2 separate regions of the Podarcis muralis genome follow, and region 2 is linked to region 1. The links are chromatin contacts, called in public Hi-C maps. All regions are on one chromosome and are shown on one strand. Each heading gives the region's core, a stretch centred on a gene start, on an enhancer-like site or on the middle of the called end of the contact. The rest is flanking DNA. Distances are from core to core; before and after follow the strand shown.

What was found. Hi-C and Micro-C count contacts between places; a contact is called where the count stands out from the background.
Region 2: a Hi-C map of tail shows a contact between it and region 1, with 5 times the contacts expected there. The contact joins the promoter of RSU1 here to the promoter of STAM in region 1. A contact is called at or near these places in 2 of 3 Hi-C or Micro-C datasets (blood and tail).

The regions. Positions count from the first base shown.
Region 1 is chr12:25,288,751-25,294,702 of rPodMur119.hap1.1, reverse strand. It overlaps STAM (signal transducing adaptor molecule), which reads left to right and starts at 4,447. Exons shown (of 14, transcript XM_028751204.2): 1 at 4,447-4,683. The coding sequence starts at 4,644. HACD1 (3-hydroxyacyl-CoA dehydratase 1) reads right to left here and starts at 4,889. Exons shown (of 7, transcript XM_028751209.2): 1 at 4,835-4,889.
Region 2 is chr12:25,592,528-25,598,281 of rPodMur119.hap1.1, reverse strand. It overlaps RSU1 (Ras suppressor protein 1), which reads right to left and starts at 4,071. Exons shown (of 8, transcript XM_028750492.2): 1 at 3,870-4,071; 2 at 1,376-1,491. The coding sequence starts at 1,484.

The sequences.
Region 1 (5,952 bases), core at 3,198-5,697:
TAAACTTAAAAAGCTTCAAAGGTCGTAACCTTTCTTCATTGGTCATTTTGGTTTACCCTTTTCTGTACCTTCCCCAGTTCAACTCTATTGTTTCTGAGGTGCAGGGATTAGAACTGCATAAAGTATTTCATGTGTAGTTGCATCACAGATTTGTATAACAGTATTATGTTATTGGTAGTTTCCTACTGCCCCTATCAATTGCTTTCCTAATGATCTGCAAGACAGAATTCACCTTATTCATAGCTGCAAAGGGCCGACATTTTCATCACACTATTTGCTAAGAACCCTCCACCCCAAGTTCTCTTTTCTGGTGGTCAGTCACCACCAGTTCAGAATCCATTATGATGTGAAGTAATGATTTGTTTATTTTTGTCCCTATGTGCATCACTTTACATTTGCTTACATTAAGCCACATTTGCAATTTTAATGCCTATTCGCTCAGATCCTTTGAAACTCCTCACAATACACACATACTGAAAAACCACACTTTCAATAATTTCATGCCACAGTTCCTACAGTATATGAAGAGCACTTTCAAGTAGGAAAAAAATGCACACTGTGACCCCCTGTGTTGGTAAGTCTCATGCAAGACACGTTTAGCATATGCAGGGCTTGTGGAAGTGCCAGACCAGCGGTGCATTTATTATCCCACTTATTTATATCCCACTTTTCCTTCCAAGGAGATCACAACAACGGTGTTAATATATCTTTCCATTTAACAGGGCCGGGGGTGCTACAGAATCCTTAGTGCAGCAGCCACGTCTAGTTGGCTCGGGAAGAAGCTGCCCATAGAACAAGAGCGCTTTGCCGCCTCTCTGCTCTTTGAGTCCACGTCGAAAGCTGGGCAGCACACTTCAAGGTGGCACAGGGCTCTTCTGTTTTGGAGGGTGGCTGAGGGTTGGCTTGTGGCGTAACCCGCAGCCTGTCCCCGCTCAGCTTCTGGCACGGCGGGCAGGTGTTCTTCGCAGGGCCCCGCAGCCTGCGCTCCTGCGGGAGTGGGAGGGGAGCGCGGCTCGCCAGGGGAAGCAAGCGGCCGCCCGTGGCCGAGCGGGGATGCGCCCTGCGCGGCAGCCGCCGTAAATTATGCCGAGGGAAGCAGTCTGCCCCATGCAGCCGCCGCCCCAGTGCACCCCCGCCCGGCATTCCGGGCTGGGGCTATACTTAACCTCTGCGGCGGGTTAGAGGCATGACGTGCTCGCCTCGCTGGAAGGCTGCACCGTATTAGGAAATGCAGGCAAGCCAGAGCTTCGCCCCCCGCGGCCGCCGCCCTTCTGTGCCGCCCGCCGCCCCCGCCCCTGGTCTGAGGGCGCCCCGGCTGCCCCTCTCTCCTCCCCGGGCGAGCGAGAGAGCGGCCGGCGGCAGAGCCCCAGCCCCGCAGCTCGACCAGCCCCGCCGGGCGCGCGCTCTCCCTCACTCACCCCGCCGTCATGGTGATGTTGTAGAAGATGAGCCAGGCGGTGGTGACGGAGCCGCGGCGCCGAGGGGCGGCCGCCTTGCCGCTCTCCTTCTCCTCCAGCGAGCCGTTGCCGGCTCCGCCGTCCTCTTCGCTGGACGCCATGCTTTCCCTCCCCGGAGGCCAGGCGGAGACAGACGGACACACGTGGGGGGCGGCCGGAGGAGGCGAGGCGGAGGCGGAGTCGGGCGCGCAGGCAGCTGGCTCTGGCGCTCGCCCCATCCGTCTTCGCTGAGCCCGGCGGCAGCTGCTGCTTGGACAGCTGCTCGGAGGCTTCGCCCGGCCCCCTCCCGGCCGCGCAGGGACTGCGGAGGATACCAGAGACCCGGCTGCCTCTGTGCGCCAGGATGACGAGACTCGCCTCTCAAGCTGGGACTCGTCCGCACCCTCCCCGCGCCACGTTGCTCTTTCACTCTAACAGGACCATCCTCTTGGACCATCCTCCTTGACAATTGTGGTGGAAATATACATTTTTTTATTTTTTATTATTTTTAAAAATAAAACATATTGTTGCACGCCCAGAGTTTGGTTTCCTTGCAATGAGGGACAGTAGAGACTGTGTTGTCTTTAGGATATATGGTTTATTTACACATGTATACAACTTGTGATGTAAAAAGTAGAGACATCACCTTGCCAACAAAGGTCCATATAGTAAAAGCTATGGTTTTCCCAGTAGTGATGTATGGAAGTGAGAGCTGGACCATAAAGAAGACTGATTGCCAAAGAATTGATGCTTTTGAATTATGGTGCTGGAGGAGACTCTTGAGAGTCTCATGGACTGCAAGAAGATCAAACTTCTCCATTCTTAAAAAAATCAGCCCTGAGTGCTCACTGGAAGGACAGATCCTGAAGCTGAGGCTCCAGTACTTTGGCCACCTCATGAGAAGAGAAGACTCCCTGGAAAAGACCCTGATGTTGGGAAAGATAGAGGGCACAAGGAGAAGGGGACGACAGAGGACGAGATGGTTGGATAGTGTTCTCGAAGCTACCAGCATGAGTTTGACCAATCTGCAGGAGGCAGTGGGAGACAGAAGTGCCTGGCGTGCTTTGGTCCATGGGGTCACGAAGAGTCGGACACGACTAAACGACTAAACAACAACAACAACTTGTGATGGTTCACAGCATTAACATCCCAGAAGGTCTTGCTTCTCCCATAGTCACAGCTTTGGATTCAAGCAGAAATCAGGCATGGCTCTCACTCTCCGGTTTCTGCCTGTCTGTAGCCCAGCTTTCTCACTGAACTCAACTCTGGCTTTTGTCCTTCTCACTACTAGCCACCCATTGGCCATCCAGTAGAAAGCAACTTCCTTTCTTATACTAAGGACCACTACTTAGGGTGATTAACTCACCAAGAAACTTGCCTGGCTCCTTCAACAATGGAATCTCCCAAACACACAATATTTATAACTTACTAACCCATATGAAATATCAAGGTTTCTCACATGCATATGGTTGGCCACTGTGGGAATGCAACATATAGGATGGGCCTTTGGTCGGACTAGCAGGACCCTTCTTTTGTTCCTAATGCAATGGTTGCGAAACCATTTCCCCCCATGGACCTCTTGAAAATCGCTTGATGGTCTTGGCAGACCACTCACTGGTTCTTCTGCAATCATAATGTGCTGGGCTAGGTGCTGTATGATTTTTAACTGTATTTTTATTGCTTCTTCTGTTTCTTAAATTTTATTGTCTTAGGTTTAGATTCCGTAGAATTCAAATTGTAATACAATAAAATGCAATATGAGAAATAAAAAAGGAATACAAACCCATTTATAAATTAATATAATATCAGCATGCTGCAGATCACCTGAATTAAGATAAGGGACCACAACTTGGGAATACATGTGCACCCAGAGAGACTGAACGTGTGTCAAATTCTCTTTTTTAATGTGCAAAGCAATCCTAATATAAAACAGATTCATGATTTTTTGTTTCTGGCTCATCCTAAAGTTCCTTTCCTATAGTATTTCCAGGAGTGACCATTCAGACATCCTTGCTGAAGAATGAAATTGGCACTCTTCTGTCTCATTGAACATGTGTTTCTGCCCTTAAGCTGATGCCCAATAAGAAGGGCAGGTAGCAAATCATTCAGCACACACCTTAATTGTGAGAGTACCCTAAAGCCTGAAGAGTGAGTGTGACAATTTGCCACAGTACCCACTGCTAAAGTAAAGAGAAAGAGGGAGGAGAAGGATATACCTGTCCAGTCCTGAGTAAGCTGAGTCAGCTGTGACCTCCATGGGAGAGTTATGCCCTTCCTCTCAATATCCTATAACAGCAAGGCTACAGTGTCTCTCACCCGTTCCTTGGTCCATGATCCAGCAGCACTGTGGGCAACAATGTAAGCTGCTGTCTGGCCATATCCCTGAGGCTCAGGCATGCTGGACAGCTCCCAGAAATGTCAGGTGCTGCAGCTTTCGATCTGCTGGCCACTAGCTTGTGCCTGCCAGGGATGGGGGTGGAGTTTCCATGCTTCCTTCTTGCCCAGCCCAGCCAGAGTTTGCTTTGCCCAATAGTGGAATATCCTACCATATATTCATTTAGCCCATTTTCTTTGCGAGTGGTGGCTGTCCCCGATGTCATAGTTTCTCCTGATTGTTGAGTGTGTGTGCATACAGGTTTGCTATGCATTGACTCGGGTCCCACTTGCCTGGTCCAGCCTCCGCATCCTCACCTGGCAGACCAGCCATCCTTACACACCTGGAACCCAGGAGATCTCATTGGAGGGGCACGCAAGCGGCTTTCCTAAGCGCGCCTGAAGGGCTTTTTACTCCATTGACCCATCCACACAACCCTGTCTGGCAATCAGAAGCAGGGTTGGGAAACTTGGGACGGGGGAGAGATAAAAACGACCGCTGTTTCCCAGGCGCTTCTCGTTGGGAAGCCTCGCTGCGCCCGCCTCTCCGTCAGGCAAGTGCGGTAGACACCTCTTTTTCCCCGCCGCTCCCCGTCATGCACCGCGCGCCCGGAAGCGTCGGCGACAGAGGAGAACCAAACGGACAGAGGGAGCGCGAGGAAGAGGAGGAGGAGGGCGAGTGGGGGCGGAGCCTAAGCCGCCGCGGGGCCTCGCTCCGTCAGTCGCTGCGCTGAGGCGTCTGTGGCTGTTTGTTGTTTTCCGCCCAGGAGGGGCGGCAGGGAAGCTCGCCTTGCTCAGCCGCCGCCGCCGCTCTCCCCCCGCCGCCCTGGGAAGATGCCGCTCTTCACCAGCAACCCCTTCGACCAGGATGTGGGTGAGTCAGGAAGGAGGCCCGGGCAGTCAGTCTGGGCCCGACCCACAGATCCCCCCTCGCCCTCCTGCCCCATCGCCAGCCCTTCCTTCCCTCCTCCGTCCTGGGTGCGACCCCCTCCCCATCTCCCCTCGGGGGTCGACCCGCCTCCCACCTGCCTTTCTTCTCCCTGCACGAGGGTCTCGCCTTTGTCAAGTTCCCTTTCCCATATGTCAGGCGGGGTGGGGCTTAGCTCTTGAAAGGCGCGTCATGTGTCTTTTCATCGCCTTTATTTCCATCCTTTAAAGCTCTTTTAAGAGAGGACAAGGGGTCTCTTCCCCACCCCACCACGCCACACTTCTTTATTTTCCAGGTTGTTGTTTTTTTAAAAAAAAACTAAGGTTAAAATCCACCCCAGAGCTCAGGAAACGTGTAGGTTGGTTCTCCCTTTTATCGCTGCAGCAAATCTTAGGAGGTAGCTTAAATTGACTAGAATGTGACTTGCCCAAAGATAAGTACAGTGGCACCTCGGGTTACAGACGCTTCAGGTTACAGACGCTTCAGGTTACTGACTCCGCTAACCCAGAAATAGTACCTCGGGTTAAGAACTTTGCTTCAGGATGAGAACAGAAATCATGCTCCAGCGGCGCGGTGGCAGCAGGAGGCCCCATTTGCTAAAGTGGTGCTTCAGGTTAAGAACAGTTTCAGCTTAAGAATGGACCTCCGGAACGAATTAAGTTCTTAACCCGAGGTACCACAGTACATTCACAAGTTATGTGTTCTTTCTTTAAATAAGTTGGTTACACTTGGTAGCTCTCAGCCCTTTCTATCTCCTCTTCTCCCACTAAAGTAAGTCCTCATTGAGTGCCTATCCAGTAACTTTTTTGTTGTTGCTGCTTCAGAATTCCTGTAATAAGACGGATGTGATTTTTAAATAGGCTGCATACACACCATACATTTAAAGCCCTGACAACCCCTCCTGGGACAGGGGAGAATCCTGGGAACTGCAGTTTGCTTCATGCACAGGTGCGGTTCTCAGCATCCTCAACAAACTATGGTTCCCAAGGTCCACCAAAGGTGAAGTAATGGGCTTTAACTGTGTGCGGCTTCCAGTTCTAGTGGTTTGCCAGGCGGTATTTGCTGTTATAAACTGTTTTGTAGAAAGTCTTGTGGCTTATAAAATCCTTACCACCTGATTAAAATTACTTATCATGGATAGGGTTAGCTATGCACTTGGAAGTTACAGCCATCTGTGACCTACCAGTGTGTATACTGTATATATATGGCCAGCTC
Region 2 (5,754 bases), core at 2,822-5,321, 300 kb before region 1:
TTATTTGCATCCAGAAATTGACACGTTCTTGCCCTCAGAACGACCCTTTACAGTTTGTGCAAAAGCTCTTTAAATAAACCCCAGCTTCTTACTTCCTGATGATCTTCCAATGGTTGCTTCAGAAACTAGCAACAGATAAGCAAGTGGGTGTTCAACTCATGAAAAATAATAAATAAATAAATAAATAAATAAATAAATAAATTATTATTTGTACCCCGCCCATCTGGCTGGGTTTCCCTAGCCACTCTGGGCGGCTTCCAAAGACCAAAAATACACTAATATGTCATACATTTAAAACTTCCCTGAACAGGGCTGCCTTAAGATGTCTTCTGAATGTCAGGTAGTTGTTTATCGTTTTGACATCTGATGGGAGGGTGTTCCACAGGGCGGGCGCCACTACCGAAAAGGCCCTCTGCCTGGTTCCCTGTAGCTTTGCTTCTCGCAATGAGGGAACTGGCAGAAGGCCCTCGGTGCTGGACCTCAGTGTCCGGGCAGAACGATGGGTGTGGAGACGCTCCTTCAGGTATACTGGGCCGAGGCCGTTTAGGGCTTTAAAGGTCAACACCAACACTTCAAGAAAGCTTGAAGCTGAGGATTCTGTAATTTAATTTATCCTCTAGTCCTTCAGATCTCACAATTCTGTAAAGTCACCTAAATGCTCTTTAAGTATTCAGGCTCTCACTGTATTTATTTTCTTACATTTCTGTCCCATTGGGCCTAAGTTGGCGTCTATGTACCACCAAGGCATTAACCAGACACAGACTGGCTTAGCTTCAGAAACTTTGGGGTTTCAAATGCCAGTTTAGACCATAACCCAATATATTGGGTATCTACAGACTCTTGAGCTATTTTCCTAAATGACATAAATAATAAATTTTTGTTCTAGGAATTTTTTATTAAAAAAAACCCCACAGTGAATATAATTAATGCTGGATGTAACATGGGAAATAACAGTTCTAAATGTATATACAAGTCCATGGAGTATTATTTGGTTTGAACAGTATGGCAGACATGTGAGCCAGCGTTTCACCACTGCTCTAGGGCATACAGAGTATTTATCTGGACAAACTTATGTGTGAATCAGACCTCCACACATTACATTTAACGTACAGCTGCCCCTTTTCAGGAAATCTTCAGATGATAACACCCCAAAAGCGTTTCTGGGCTCTGATTTCAGTTTTGTCAACTGAGAGAACTTCAGAAATGTCTTTCTCTCCAAAGATATATGGTGATATATGGCGCTTACAGTAATGCGCCCTTCAGCTTTTTCTGTGGTTGTGACATGTGTTCAGACCCAAGAATATAGACGCAACCTTATGCTTGGAAGCGCAAGAAAGCCATGATGGGGGCAAGCAGGGAAAAGAGAAATACTTACACAAGCCAGATATGTCCAGCATGCTAGAGATCCCTCGGTCACACATGTCCACCTCCAATATGTTCTTCTCCCTACTCTCCTCCACAATTTTTTTCAGTGATTTAGACATGGTTAAGCTGGAACCAGAACAGAGAGACACAGTGGAACAGAAATGACTGACAGATATGGGAAAGTGATATAAGACAATAAGAGGCAGATATATTTTATTGTCCTAAATGTGTCAATACAATAGCCCATCTGAGAGACAGAAATGCTGCTCACACAAGCATTCTAACCACACAGAGTAGCTTTCCCCAACCTGGTGCTGTCCAGAAGTTCTTGGGACAGCAACGCTCAACCAGGCAAAGTGTGCTGTTTACACCAACTGTCAAGCCTGGAAGCTACGCACAGCTTATATCAAGGTGGAAACTGTTTAAAAAACTTACATGCCAACTATTTATCAAAAGAAAATCCTGCCAGCTAATAAAAAAGGGACAACAGCAACACAAAACCATGCATAGTTCAATGGAATCATAAATCAAACTATCTGCATAAAAACACAAGACAAGACAGTGACAAAGCAGCTGTCAGAACTCAAAAACATCAGAACACCAGCAAGAGGAAATATCCAGTCAAAAATATTCAGTAAACAACCACGTCTTCATTAGCTGTCTAAAAGTGGGAAGGCCTGGCACTTGGATGGGTGTCACTACAGAAGAAGTCCTACCTCTGGTCACTGTCAAGGACGCCTCATCCTGTTGAGGAATAAGAACGTAAGAGCCTGGTTGACCAAGTTAATGGCTCATCTAGCCCAGCATCTTGTTCTCAAAAGTGGCCACCCAGAAAATGATGAGAGCAGGCAGATAGGCTCATATAGAAGGTGGCAGTCTTCAACCTATGCAGGCCCCAAGCCATTTAGGGCTTTAAAGATGAACACCAGCACCTTGTGTTGGGCTCAGAAACTAACTGGCAGCTAACACAGATCACACAAAACTGGTGGGGTAGATTCAAAACACCCTACACCCATCGGCATCCTAGCTACCTCAACGATAGTCCTTCCTATCATTTCCCTGCCACTGACAGGTGGAACAGTCATGGGGGAAAGGCCTTGAATGACTGGGCTCAGAAGAAAGAAGTTCTAGCAATTGCCTCTTAACTCTGCAAAGAACGAGGCAGTCAGTTTGCTCACACATGAAGCTGGAAATAGGAACAAGTCGTCTCCATATATGCACAAGTATTTGCTTAGGGAAGTGTACACTCAGCGATGTGCACAGCTCAGCTACCGTGTGTTCAGGGGCAGACTCTGGTAATACGGTGCCCTGAGAAAGGACAAAAATTTGGCACTTCCCTAAATATTGGATTTTCACAATAATTCCCTTTGGTCCAGTTACTTTTTGTTAATGGATCTTGTTAGCAGGTACCCATCTAAACATAGGTATTATCAGTGCTTTTTTCTAAAAACATGTTTAGGGGTACTCTCATTCTGACTCTAGAAAATCACCATTTTATAGTTTATAGAAAAATAAATACAGTAAATGGACAAAAGTACAAAGATTCACAAAATGTTTAGGGGTATGCGTCCCCCTGTGTCCCCCCAGAAAAAAGCACTGGGTATTATTATTATTACTGTTTTGTACCGCTCTAAGGGGACGCGGGTGGCGCTGTGGGTTAAACAACAGAGCCTAGGACCTGCTGATCAGAAGGTTGGTGGTTCGCATCCCTGTGACAGGGTGAGCTCCTGTTGCTCAGTCCCTGCTCCTGCCAACCTAGCAGTTCGAAAGCACGTCAAAGTGCAAGTAGATAAATAGGTACCGCTCTGGCGGGAAGGTAAACGGCGTTTCCGTGCGCTGCTCTGGTTCGCCAGAAGCAGCTTAGTCATGCTGGCCACATGACCCGGAAGCTGTATGCCGGCTCCCTCGGCCAATAAAGCAAGATGAGCGCCGCAACCCCAGAGTCGGTCACAACTGGACCTAATGGTCAGGGGTCCCTTTACCTTTGCCACCCAAAACCCAGTGCTGGTGTGCGCAGCTGCACTCATGGGACACTTCCATGCAAATCACCGAACAAAAGTAAACAACTCAACTATTTGTGTACACTTTGGGTGTTATCCCCTCCAGCGTTTCAGAGCAGAGATGGGGAACCCATCACCCTTGACCACTGGCCCTGCTGGCTGGGATCTGGCCCACAGATCCCCACCCCTGTTGAAGCATCAAGAACCTCGGGGTTCTTCTTTTTGTTTTCCATGGCACTCTCTGCAGAAACGCAGGAAGCTTCACTGGCGGGCTGCTGCCCGTCCACCAGAGCCTTGACCCCGCTTTGCAGAAGGGGAAAGAGCGACGCCGCCTCGGGAGGAGGAGGAGAAGGGGCGAGTCCTTCCTGGGTCCAGGAGGCTGTCAGTTCACACGACCAGGGAAAGGAAGGGGACCAAGGGGCTCCGACTCGCCGCCCAAGTCCGAAAGCCGGGCAGGCCCCGCCGTAGCTTTCGGGGTTCGGGGGCGGCGACGCAGCAACTCACCGACGGGACGGGACCGGGGCGCTGCTGGCTGCTCAACTCCGGCCGGCCGGGCTCCCCGCTTCACGGCACACGCCCTGCTCTGAGGCGCCGCCTCCGTCCCGCCCGCCCGTCGGCTCCCAGGGCGAGTGCCTCCCTTCTCAGTGCGCAGGCGCCCGGCGGGGAGGGCGAGGGAAGCCCGGCGCGCGCCGCTCCAAGTAAGGCGAAGCGCTCCGAGGAGCAGCGGCTCCGCCCGACGCTCGGAATGCGCAGCCGGCGGCTGCCCAACCCGAGAAGCAGCTCCGCCTTAGGCCAGCCGCCATTGGATGGGAGGACCCAGGCGCGAGCCAATAGGCGGCGGGCCCGAGGCTATGGAAGCCGCACGGGCGGTGGCATTGGAGGAAGTAGTTGGGAACTTTCGCGGAGCGTGTTCTTCCTTCCCCGCTTTTCTTTCTGCGTTCGGGCAGCCGGATGCTGAAGCGCATCCTTTGCACCGAGACCTTTTGTGCTTGGAATGTGCGGGAAGGAAGAACGCGCAGGCCAATAGGGGGTGGAAAGAGGAATCAGAGGAAAACACTTAAGGACGCGGGAAGATCCCACCTGCATTAGAGGAGAAGGTCCAGCTGACCTGACATCCTGTTCTCGCAGTGGCCAAGCAGGTGCCCGTGGGGCGCAGGTCGTGCAGGCAGGTCGTGGGCGCAGCAGAGCGCTCCCCACTTCTGCCCCGCTCAGCAACTTGGATTAAGAGGCGTCCAGCCACAGCGGGCGCCGCGACTATCCAGGGACTATCCATCCCTGAAGGCGCACTCTCCCGTTGTCTCCCGAGACAAACGGATGCCAACAACTGCCTCCAGCTTTGGAGGTAATGCATGGTCATCGCGACTACTGGCCACTGATAGCCTTAACCTCCACAGATTTAATTTCCCTTTAAAGCTGCCCAAGTTGGTGGCCATCAGCACATCTTGCAGCTGATTTTTTGTTTGTTTAACTATGTGTTGTGAAGTCATTGCTTTTGTCCATCTTGGATCTTCCCAGTGTTAGCTTCATAGGGTGACCCAAGTGTCTAGAAGTTCGACAGGAAAAAAAGTTTATTTTCTCCATAATATGTGTGTGTGTGTGTGTGTGTACACACACTACATTTCTGCCATGCTCTTACTCATCTCCACTTCCCAAAATGCCTTAAGGATTTAAAAGCACCAAATATTGAAAGCTTTCCTCACAGGAGAGTTGCTCCATTTTGGGTGCCCTTTTCTGAATCTTTTCCAACTCCGCCATTTCCCTTTTGAGGTGTGGCAACCAGAACAGTAAATGGTTTCCCAAGTGCAGTCACGCCATAGATTTGTGTAATGACATTATGGTACTGGCAGTTTTATTTTCAGTCTCTCTTCCCATGATTAATTTAGGCCACTGCTGAAATAAATCGGCAAATGTCTCACTTCCAGCTGCCTGTACGGACATTACCGAAGCAGAAGGAAACCAGTCAACTCCACAATGACTACTTACAATCATGGTTCTGCAGTTATGGCACTCTCGTGAGAGAGGAACATAGGTTTACTTATATTCACCCTTCCAATCAACATCCTCAAACCATCAGTATAACCAAACAAATAAGGACATAGCATAAGCATACCCAGCATGACAGATGCTTAATTAAAAAACCCCACCACTTAGCAAAAAAATAAAAAAATAAAAAATGGAAAGGAGGCTACTGATACCCAATCCCAACACATGTATCCCAATGAGAGTTTGTTTTAAGATCCCATTACAGGGCCCTCTTACTTTGCATAGCGTATCTGGCAAGGCTGGAAATAGCACAAAATGCCCCTTGCATTTTGGAATGGGCAGCTCATCCCCACAAATGACTTTACTCAGCCAGCTTTACTGCCTAGGGTCAAAAACCACATTTGGG